Linked DNA regions of Mus musculus: regions 2 and 3 are each linked to region 1. A link is a contact called in public HiChIP or PLAC-seq data. All regions are on one chromosome and are shown on one strand. The core of a region is the stretch at or near the end of the contact, and the rest is flanking DNA. Distances in the headings are between cores, read along the strand shown.

The links. HiChIP or PLAC-seq counts read pairs in DNA pulled down with a chosen protein or histone mark.
Region 2: a contact with region 1 is called in an H3K27ac HiChIP or PLAC-seq map of trophoblast stem cells, with 4 times the contacts expected there. The contact joins the enhancer-like site here to the promoter of Rcbtb2 in region 1. A contact is called at or near these places in 1 of 39 promoter capture datasets (hippocampal neurons), 1 of 15 datasets of contacts at CTCF or cohesin (the NIH/3T3 cell line), 3 of 484 Hi-C or Micro-C datasets (bone marrow-derived macrophages, embryonic fibroblasts and nephron progenitors), 24 of 115 datasets of contacts at active chromatin or transcription factors (CD8 T cells, the HPC-7 cell line, acute myeloid leukemia and 18 more) and 3 of 9 other capture datasets (adipose tissue, liver and pancreatic islet).
Region 3: an H3K27ac HiChIP or PLAC-seq map of thymic regulatory T cells shows a contact between it and region 1, with 4 times the contacts expected there. The contact joins the enhancer-like site here to the promoter of Rcbtb2 in region 1. A contact is called at or near these places in 1 of 484 Hi-C or Micro-C datasets (B cells), 5 of 115 datasets of contacts at active chromatin or transcription factors (the NIH/3T3 cell line, bone marrow-derived macrophages, forebrain and 2 more) and 3 of 9 other capture datasets (adipose tissue, liver and pancreatic islet).

The regions. Positions count from the first base shown.
Region 1 is chr14:73,141,004-73,144,158 of GRCm38.p6, forward strand. It overlaps Rcbtb2 (regulator of chromosome condensation (RCC1) and BTB (POZ) domain containing protein 2), which reads left to right and starts at 1,507. Exons shown (of 15, transcript NM_001170694.1): 1 at 1,507-1,590.
Region 2 is chr14:73,291,365-73,294,808 of GRCm38.p6, forward strand. All of the region lies in intron 4 of Rb1 (RB transcriptional corepressor 1), which reads right to left. Among named protein-coding and RNA genes, the nearest start is that of Rb1, 33 kb to the right of the region's middle. Within about 2 kb of position 1,862, at least 7 of the 459 cell types and tissues checked have an H3K27ac peak or open chromatin away from gene starts, as enhancers often do. A contact at or near this core is called in trophoblast stem cells, where this site is marked.
Region 3 is chr14:73,347,693-73,350,909 of GRCm38.p6, forward strand. No RefSeq gene overlaps it. Among named protein-coding and RNA genes, the nearest start is that of Rb1, 23 kb to the left of the region's middle. Within about 2 kb of position 1,734, at least 24 of the 459 cell types and tissues checked have an H3K27ac peak or open chromatin away from gene starts, as enhancers often do. A contact at or near this core is called in thymic regulatory T cells, where this site is marked.

The DNA.
Region 1 (3,155 bases), core at 257-2,756:
AGGACAGACATCCATAAACGCCTCTGAATTGAACTCATCAAAAAATGAAACGGGGTTATCTATGATGGTGCATGCCTACAACCGTATCTGAGGGATTGGTTGGTACGAAGAGTTCAATGTCAGTTTTAGCCATTTGGTCTCAAAATACTTTTTGTGTGTATAATTGCGTCACCTAAAGCAACTGCTTCAATTTCAGGTCTCTTGGTCCATCGTCATCATATGCCATCCAGGGTACCATGGGGATGCAGCAACTGTATCCCTGTACTTCTTAGATATACTCTTGTTTGTTCGTTTTGTTTGTTTCTTCGTTTTGGATTTTTGAGACAGGGTTTCTCTGTGTAGCCCTGGCTGTCCTGGAGCTCACTTTGTAGACCAGGCTGGCCTCGAACTCAGAAATCCACCTGCCTCTGCCTCCCGAGTGCTGAGATTAAAGGCGTGCGTGTGCCACCACCCCGGGCTTAGATATACTCTTAAGAGGTTTATTATTGAGTGAATATAGCCACTTACTTTGAACAAAAGGACTGTTGAATTCTCTATCACTTTAAATGGCTAACCAAAACATGCCTACTTCTTTGACTTACTTATAAGACTAACTTTCTTACATTGTAACATATTTATACCACTGAAACAATCCCTGCATTGATCATGGTATTTGTTGTTGGATCCTATTTGATGACATTTTATTTAGGATTAAAACAATATGTCATCTTTGTCAGGTTTTATCAACATGCTTTGTGAGATATTAAACAGTAAAATGCTCTATTTTAAAGGCAAAGATTTTGGGCCCATAAATTATTACGTGACACACCAACCTCACACTTTTTTCTGGCCTTCCACATCTAGTCCTAACTTCATTTTCTTTTCTCTTTAAGCCCAGCCCATTGTTATAATAAGTTCACAGACTGTTGTTTAGCCTAAGCTGAACTTTCAGCCTCAGGAACCGTGAACTTGCTCAAGACAAAGAGGGGATCAAGCCCGCCTCTTCCAAAAAGCCCTTTGTGGATCCTGTGACCCAGCTTGCAGTTACACTGCTAAGGCCTTCATTATCTGACCCACTTTTTAAAGTCATTTGGAAAGAAACCACATGGTCAAGAGGTAAAAGAAGCCCTGTGGAATGAAGAGATGGATTTGAGTCATCTCTAATCATATGGCCCAAGGCAAATTACCCAAATCTCCATTGTCTTCCCCTAAACTGATGTGTGTGTATATATATATATATATAAACACATACATATATATGTGTATATATTTATTATATATAGCACAATGTTTTAATGTATGTATATAATGTGAGGGCAAAGATCAAGCAAGAGGAGGAGGGATGGAGGCTACGATGTTTGAGGCTAACTTGGGCTAATACAGAGCCCCTGTTTCAAAGCCATAACATTATCTCTTCTCTTAGGACTTTCTAGTGCACACTGCTCATAACTGTAGCCACTATGTAGCATAGCAGCCTTCTTTCTGAGCTTGCTCCTCCTAACTGAAATTTGATCACTAGCCCCACAGGCTCCCTTCTCCCTAGTCCCAGTAACCACCTCTCTACTTTCTGTTGGTGCGACTTGACTTTTTCAGTGCTCCTTAATGAGATCCGTAAGTATTTGTGCTGTATGTCTACTTTGCTTAACATCCTCCAGGTTCATTCCAGATCGTCCCAGGTGACAGGATTTCCTTCATTTTAAAGTCGGACAGCTCTCTGGGCCCTCAAACAAGAGACAATGAGGTGGGCCTCCTGGATGGAGTTGCTAAGACTGGACTAGCGCGCACAGAATGCAATTAGCCTCTTATTTCGCAGCAAGCAGGAAAACCAGCGCCTTTGAATGTAAGACCTAAAACCAGAGAGACACAGCTTCCCCGAAATCGGGGCACTAAGCTAGAAAGCGGGGTCCAGCACAGGGTCCCCAGAGAGGCCAGGGTCGCCGATCCCGGCCGAGGAGGGAGGCGGGGCGCAGCGCGCAGCCCCCTCCCTTCTCTTTGTCCCCTTCCCCTTCCCTCGCTCCCTTGAACTCTCTCCTCCTCCTCTGGTTTCTCTTCTCGCTCCCGCGGCCCCCTCCTCCCCGCACGGCTGAACTCGAGCTCAGCCCGCCAGGCCGGGCCGCTTCAGGGGGAGGCGCCAAGTGTCTGCTGTTCTTGGCCCCGGGCGAGCAGTCCCCGCTGCCGGGGAGCGGAAAGGACGCGCGGCGCGGAGGTAAGCCTGCGTGTGGGCGGCAGGCGCGGGTGGGCGGGCGAGTCCCGGGGGCGAAGGCCAGGCGGAGGCCTCACCCTGCGCCCGGCCCGGTGCGCAGCCGCTGCGGGGGCAGGGCGCAGCGCCAACCCACCCGGGCCGGGGCCCGGCGCGCACGCGCGAGCCCGTGGACCAGGTCGCTGGGGTAGCTCTGGGTTCACGTCCCTTCCCGGGCCCTGGGACCGCGTAGCGGTGCGCATGCGCGCAGGCCCAGCCCGGGGTCCGTTTTGTGCGTCGCCCCGAGGCCACGGCTGTGGGGTTCCCGCTTCCAGTTGGGGGAACCCCTGCCCCTGGTGTCTCCAACCCTCCCGTGCACGCGGCGCGAGCTAGCGGTGACGTTTCCAGGACTTTCCGCTCTTTCCCGCCCGCAGCCGCCTCGCCGACCCCATGGCGGCACACGCTTTAGGCCTTTGGTCCCCGAAGTGGAGGGATGGCTGGGAAGGCCTGGCTGTCCTAAGGGTTTTCAGTCCTTTGGGCGTTGCTGAGGCCGGAAGTGGAGGAGTTTAGAGGTGAAAAACTTTTCCCGATGCCCCTTCTTGGCGGCGATGGAACTTCCGCCTGAGTTGAAGCTAGGCTTCCAGCCGCCTTTTTGCCTTTCTTTACAAGGTAAAGATTTAACTCGGACTGTAGCAGAGGACACCGAGGTGCTGCTCCCTTGCACACCCTGAGATTGCCCTGGCTGCACGGACTAAGCTTGGCCACATTGGGCCACTTGACGAGTTTGTTGTGACAATCAGAGAGATTTAATAAATGTGGCCACGTTGGGAAAGGGAACAAAGAGAGGTTCAGTGACCCAGGACCCCTTAGAGGCCCTAACTTGAAGTTTAGGTTTAAATCGTGAGCAAGGGGTGTATGTGCAGAGTTGGCCTGGTCCAGGTTTGGTCCGGCCTGTCACTGACCCATCCTGTCTCGTCTCGGCTTCAGTCACAATTCC
Region 2 (3,444 bases), core at 612-3,111, 150 kb after region 1:
CTCTCATAGATAATAGCTACTGTTTTTGATAGAGAACAAGAAGGATGGATGATGAGCCTCTACCCTCTCTGTTGTAAGGGCACCTTGTACTTGATAATACAGTAAGGCATCTATGCATATTTACTATGAACAGCTCATTGGGAACACACTCTAATGGTTGTCTATTGAGTAGCCCCAATTCAGGTGACACTTCACGAGGACTGTAAAACCCAGCTTCCCACAGAGATGATAACAAAGGCAAACTACAGAAAATAGAGAGAGAATCTCAAGCCAGACCAGAGGGGCAGAGCCTGCTCTAGAACCCTGACCGCTCCCCTTCCATGACAAGCTTGCTGGCTATAGATTACAGGAGAGATAACTAACTCTAGGAGCCAATTGGTTGTTTCTCAGACTGTGAGTTCTCTACATCAAGTACATCTCAAAGATTCAACTGGAATGTGGACGGTCATCGTGAACTCTCATGTTCTAGTTGTATTAGAAGAAAATTCTTTGGGAACTGTGGTGCTGTATCCCACAGACTGGACTGTAAACACCGTTGCTTATCCTGGCCCTTAGGGAATAGCATACAGAAAGATCCAGAGCACTTCAAAATTGTCTATATAACTGCTAAAGTTTTTGAACTTCAATATGTAGTAGTTATAATATTCTTTTCTGTTTTTATGTAATTTAATCAATTCTCTATAACATTCTTCTCTCTGCCCTTCCAAACTACTTAAAATTACTCTTCAAAATACAAATACAGAAAATTCTTAAGACTTAGTAGTCTTGAGATTAATATGAATATAAAGAGAAAAATGTCAGCCTAATGATTTATCTATTGATCACTGCTCTGTTTGGAGAAAAATTAGAGGGTAAACCACCTAAACAGAATATTTTGTAAAGCCTAAAAATCACATATGAGACTATTTCATTTTCTAGTACCCTTTTTTACCTCTCTCTCAACTCCCAGGATATCAAGTGCACTATATCAGAGGAAAGTATAATAAACAAACAAGCAAACAAATCCCTGAAGACAGAAGCTGATATTAAAGCAGAATCATATAAGAAAGTAAAACTACTTGGAAGTATCCAATTAAAATTATTATAGCAGAAATATAAATGGGGGAAACTCACAGGGCCCCACCCCTAGACAAATAACAGGCAATTAAGGAAAGAGAGCAGGAAGAATAATCTATCTCCTGGGGAGAAGCCTATTAATTGGTTATCCCATACCAAATGGTTAGCATTTAAATCATATACACACGAGAAACACTAGACAGACTCAGCAGGTTATAATTACATGTTTATGCATATACATGTAACAACAACAAAGAAAATGAGCTGCCAGATTTAAAAGGAAGCAGGAACACAGTGTGGGAGAGGAGGGGAGGTGTGGGAGGAGTCAGAGGAATAAAAGGGAATAGGGTGAAATGATGTAATTATATTTTAATAACAAAAGTAGAATAAAATCACTATAGCAGAAGACAGTAAGCACTGTACCCCAAGTCATTCCGAGCCCTCAAATTCTAGATCTAGAAATCACCTAGTCAGTTTTTAAGTAACTTATTTGTGCAGCATTTTCTTTTGCTCTTAAAGACTCATTTCATTTTTACTTCTGTGTATGTGTGTGTATGTCTGTTGTTTAGCACAAGTCTGTGCAAGTATCCTGCACAGACCAGAAGCTGAAGTTACAGGTGGTTGTGAGACACCTGAAGTAGGTGCTGGGAGCTGAGTTCTGCAAGAGCATTAAGCATCTTAACCGCTGAGCCATCTCTAGAGCCTACCACAGGTTTTTAACAACTGGCTCAGAGAAATGTTTGCGTACTTTGTCTATCGTGGATAGGAAACCTCTACTAGAATTCTAGCTTCTTCTGAGTCATTTCACGTGATGCATTAGAGGCTTGGATTTTTCCCTTTTGCACTGTCACAATCATAGTATACTCTGATCTATATATCTAACATTACAAGCACTTCTTTACACTGTTATTCCTCATCAAAACTAGCTTATAATTGTTTGATTATAATTATAATATTTGAAATATTTAAAATTCAGTTATAAAGAGCTCATTTCTAATTTTCAGACATCTAAATAATATCATAACAAAAATCTTTCATATTTGGGGTCATAGTCATATGAAAAATAAGATAACATTCTACTTGGAAAGATTGCCTCTGAATTCCACGAACTAACTGAACTGTCTGAGCTGAACTGAGCACAACTGCACTCAACTAAACTGCACTGAACTGAACTGCTCCAAACTGAACTAAACTATTCTCTCTCCCTCCCTGCTCTTTCCTGACTGTTCCTTAGCCTCTCCTTCCTGTCTTTACTGTGAGAACTGGGCATATCCTATCTCTGACTCATTCCTTCAAGTCTTTCTCCGATTTGTCACTTTGTCGGTCCATCAATTAGATATCATTGACTGGAATCAAAGGTATGTTCTAAATGAGTGTCTACATTCCAGCCAGAGGGACCAAAGATGTGTATTACCAAATTCCAGCTGGATCATATCTTTGGGTGTGATCTCTTGTCAGAGTAGCCATGTTGCTCAACTAAAATTCCTCTACAAGAATTGATTGCTTCTGGGCTGGCCAGATGGCTCAACAGGAAAGAGCACTGACTTTTCTTCCAAAGGTCCAGAGTTCAAATCCCAGCAACCACATGGTGGCTCACAACCACCCATAAAGAGATCTGACGCCCTCTTCTGGTGCATCTGATGTCAGCTACAGTGTACTTAGATATAAGAATAAATAAATCTTTGGACCTGAGCTAGCAGGGCTGACCAGAGCGAGCAGAAGTCCTAAATTCAATTCTCAACAACCACGTGAAGGCTAACAACCATCTGTATAGCTACAGTGTGCTCACATACATAAAATATATAAATAAATCTTCTTTTTTAAAAAAGAATTGATTGCTTCTGATGGAGGTATGGCTAGGGAAGGACTCAGTTTTCTTTAACATGAGATCCACCAGGATTTTGACCATGTACCGGTGAGTACATGGGTAACAAAATTGGGCTTGTTTTTTCTTCTTCTTTGTCTTCTTTTGTGGGGAGAGAAGTCCTAAAGTGGGCAGGATAGGAAAGTGGGGCTTGGGATACACGATGTGAAATCCCCCCCCCCAAATCAATAAAAGTATTATGACAAAATATAAGCCAAGCTTAGCCATGACTTTCCAGTTGAACAGTGCAGGTAGAGTCTTCTCAGCTACCACTGAGAGCACAGATCACAACTTGGCAACTGCTCACACACTTTTATAGACAATATGGTTTCTTTCTAAGCCGGAAGAAGTTAAAATTTAGATCACTATTTAGAATTACAAGCTCCACTAGACAAAATGAAAATCAAGCTCAAAATCTGAAGAAGCAAATGTCATAAAAGGCTGGTAAAAACAGTTAATTTAGGGCAAGTACCCAGAATGTTTAAGAAATAATAGCAAAATGGATAAGGCTAGGGGATAATGCT
Region 3 (3,217 bases), core at 484-2,983, 210 kb after region 1:
GCTGTTTCCTGCCATTTATTTCTAACCTTCACATGTACGGTTTGAAGTAGGGCATGGGGAGGGATATTCGATTCTTTGGTTTTGTTTTCTTTTCCCCAAGACAGGGTTTTTCTGTGTAGCCCTGGCTGTCCTGGAACTCGTTCTGGAGACCAGGCTGGCCTCAAACTCAAGAGATCCATCTGTCTCTGCTTTGCAAAAGCTAGGATTAAAGGCATGTGTCACCATACCCAGCTGAGTAATTCTTAAAATGTATATTTGCTCAAACTTATTCACACAGATGATGATGTTTAAAAATAAGGAAACTGGGCTGAAGACAGAGCTCAGTTAGTTGGTAGAGTGCTTGCCCAGCAAACCTAGAGGCCTGGGTTCAGTCCCAGCACCTCAGGCACCTGGCATGGCGCTTCTCACCTGTGACCCCAGCACCAAGGTAGTTCAAAGCCATTCCCATATATATTGTCAGCTTGAGGGGCCATGTGGGTCTAAATGAAATACTCAGAATAAACAAACGAATACATACATAAACAAACTCATGAGAATATAACCATAGCCCTACTTAAAATGTATTTTCAGTCTGACGAGATGGCTCCGGTTCAGAGCCTGTATGCTCTTGCAGAAGACCCAAGTTCAGTTCCCAGCACCCAGGTCAAAGCTCACAACCAGCTGTAATTCTAAAACTAGGGATCTGATGCCTCTGGCTGGCACAGGCCTCTTCTCTTTTGCTCCCCTTCCGTTCCCCTCCCCTCTCCTGCCTCTCTCTTCCCCTTAAGAATAATTTTTTTAAAAAATAAATTAAAAACGTTTTCTCTCCCTCTCAAACATCTGTCTTTGGTCCTGGCCCTCAGCCTCTGCTAGGAAATCCTTCCTGGCCCGTGATTTACAGAAGCACAATAGGGTTCTGAGTCCAGTGAATTCACTATTCACCCGAAGCATACTGAAAGATTGTGGAAGTACTCCCTTCTGTTTCTTCAGGGAAAATGCTCAACTCAGGTTAAGCCACGCAATGGCGGCACACAACAAATAAAGGACAGTGGTGCTGAGTTCAAGTCATGGTTTGCAATCAAAGTAGCTGAGTGCTCAGCTAACAAGCCCTCAACCCACCGGGGCGCCACACTCTTCCTTCTGCATTGAGACGCTTCCGGCAGATAATCTTTAGGATAGCTTCCAATTCTAGGATCTTTTAACCTAGCTCATGTGTGTGAGAACTGGTATGACTTATGACTCGAGATATACAGATACTCCAGAAGCCAACATCCTTCAGCACAGATGTATTTTGTCTTCTTTTTTTTTTTTTCTTTTTTTACTTACTTTAAGTTTAAAACACTAGCAGCCAGTGCAAGACATGATCAAGAGTAGGAGACGGGACAAGGGAAACAAGCCAGCGCCTTCTTTTTTCACCTACAAAAAAAACGGAGCGCTTTCTAGAATTTCTTTTTAAATGCCCAAATGCCTGGTTAAATGTCAACTAAACTCTCTCAGGAATTTCAAGCCGCTGAGTTTGTGAAGCTCATCAAGTTGTTCCTAAGTGAATCCAGAGAGTAGCCTTATTTGATGTTGGCACCACAGCATTTGGGGAATAAGTCAGTCTCAGGACTCTGAACTTGTAGTCAGACAACTCCAAGCCTCAATGCACTCTGAGAAGTCTCAGGCGCAATTTCCTTTGTATGGAGTGGGGGTGGGGGTGGGGGAGTATGTGTCTCTCCCACAAGGTTATTGTGAAGATGCTTAAAAGACAAAACAAAACAGGATAACACCACACACGCTTACTTCATAACAGGAAGCTAATGCTGCCGTCTTGAGTGAGTGTTTGCTGCTGCTATTGGGGGAGGGGCTGAGGCAGGGGAACCAGGAGTTTTAAGCTGCACAAATTTGAGGCCAGCCTGGGCTATATGAGACCCCATTTCATAAATAAAATAAGTAAATAAATGGCTGGAAGGTGGTGAAGGAAATATCTCAGGGGTTGAAATAGACTTAAGTATATATGGCAGCCAAAGTGGGTAAACCGTGACAACCCGATTTGAATCCCAGTTAACAAAAACCAACTATGAAAAGTCAGTTTTTAAGCCAAACGAGGAATATTGACTAAAGATTTAAGTATGAATTAGCTAATTTTTGTTCCTTATTTTTTGAAGATAGGAATAATATCATTGTATTTTAAAAAGCTTGTGTATGGAATTACATGTGAATGAAATAATATTTTAGAATAACAAAGCAGATGACTATGGAAGTCTTCAGAAAATGAGAAACAGCAGAATATCATTTCATACAGTTAAGTGGCAAGATAATGAGAATTCTAGAATTGTGTTTTCTTCTGTGTCTATGTTTGAATGTTTTTCTAACAAAAAGAAACAAGTATCTTTATCTTTAAAAAGCAAAAAAGAAGTGATTAGTAGATAAAAGACACTTTCTTTTTCCAGACTGCCCCTGCTGTGTGCTCTGCCTTGCCCTGAATCCAGATGAGAGAGCACTGTATAGTCAGAACCATTTGCTTAAGTTCCCCAGTTCCTGGCAGCAATGGGGGTGAGATGTCAGGAGGCTGCATGGCTCAGGGACATTCGTGACACTGAAAACTGGGTTTTGAAATTCTTGCCAAGAGATCAGAAACTTGTAGCAATCTTTGCAGGAAGCTGAAGACTTCTGTAGAAAAACAACTTTATGTTTCTGAATACTGATGCTTTAAGAGCTATCAGCCCATGGGGTCATAAAGGCTCCAGCTACTGTTTCAAGAGGACTCTGCTGATAAAATCACCAGCATGAAGCTGGGGAAGTTTATGATTATTATCGGGTATCTTTATATGAACTTGGTTGTGGTTTTATATCTGACCTCTATCTGTGACTTTTTCCATTCTGGTTTAAATTCTCCTTGTTTGCAATGCCTTGCCCTTGGTGATCAACTAGAGCTAGCACTCCCTGTCTTTGACCCAACTCCCTGTACCTAGAGTTGATGTAGTTTAGGAAAGACCTTAGAAAAGATTGTGTGTGTGTGTGTGTGTGTGTGTGTGTGTGTATTAAGATAGGGTCTCCTATGTAGTTAAGAATAGTCTTGAACTTACCATCCTCTGCCTCCTACTGGGATTACAGGTATGCACCACATTGCTCAATCTACACACTCTGCCATTGGAGGAGCATCCTCAGTCCTTCCAGACAAACTTCTGATTTTGTGGATTTGGTTTTGTCTGGTATATATTTTATCAGTTACTCTTGTCTTCTGTTGGTTTCT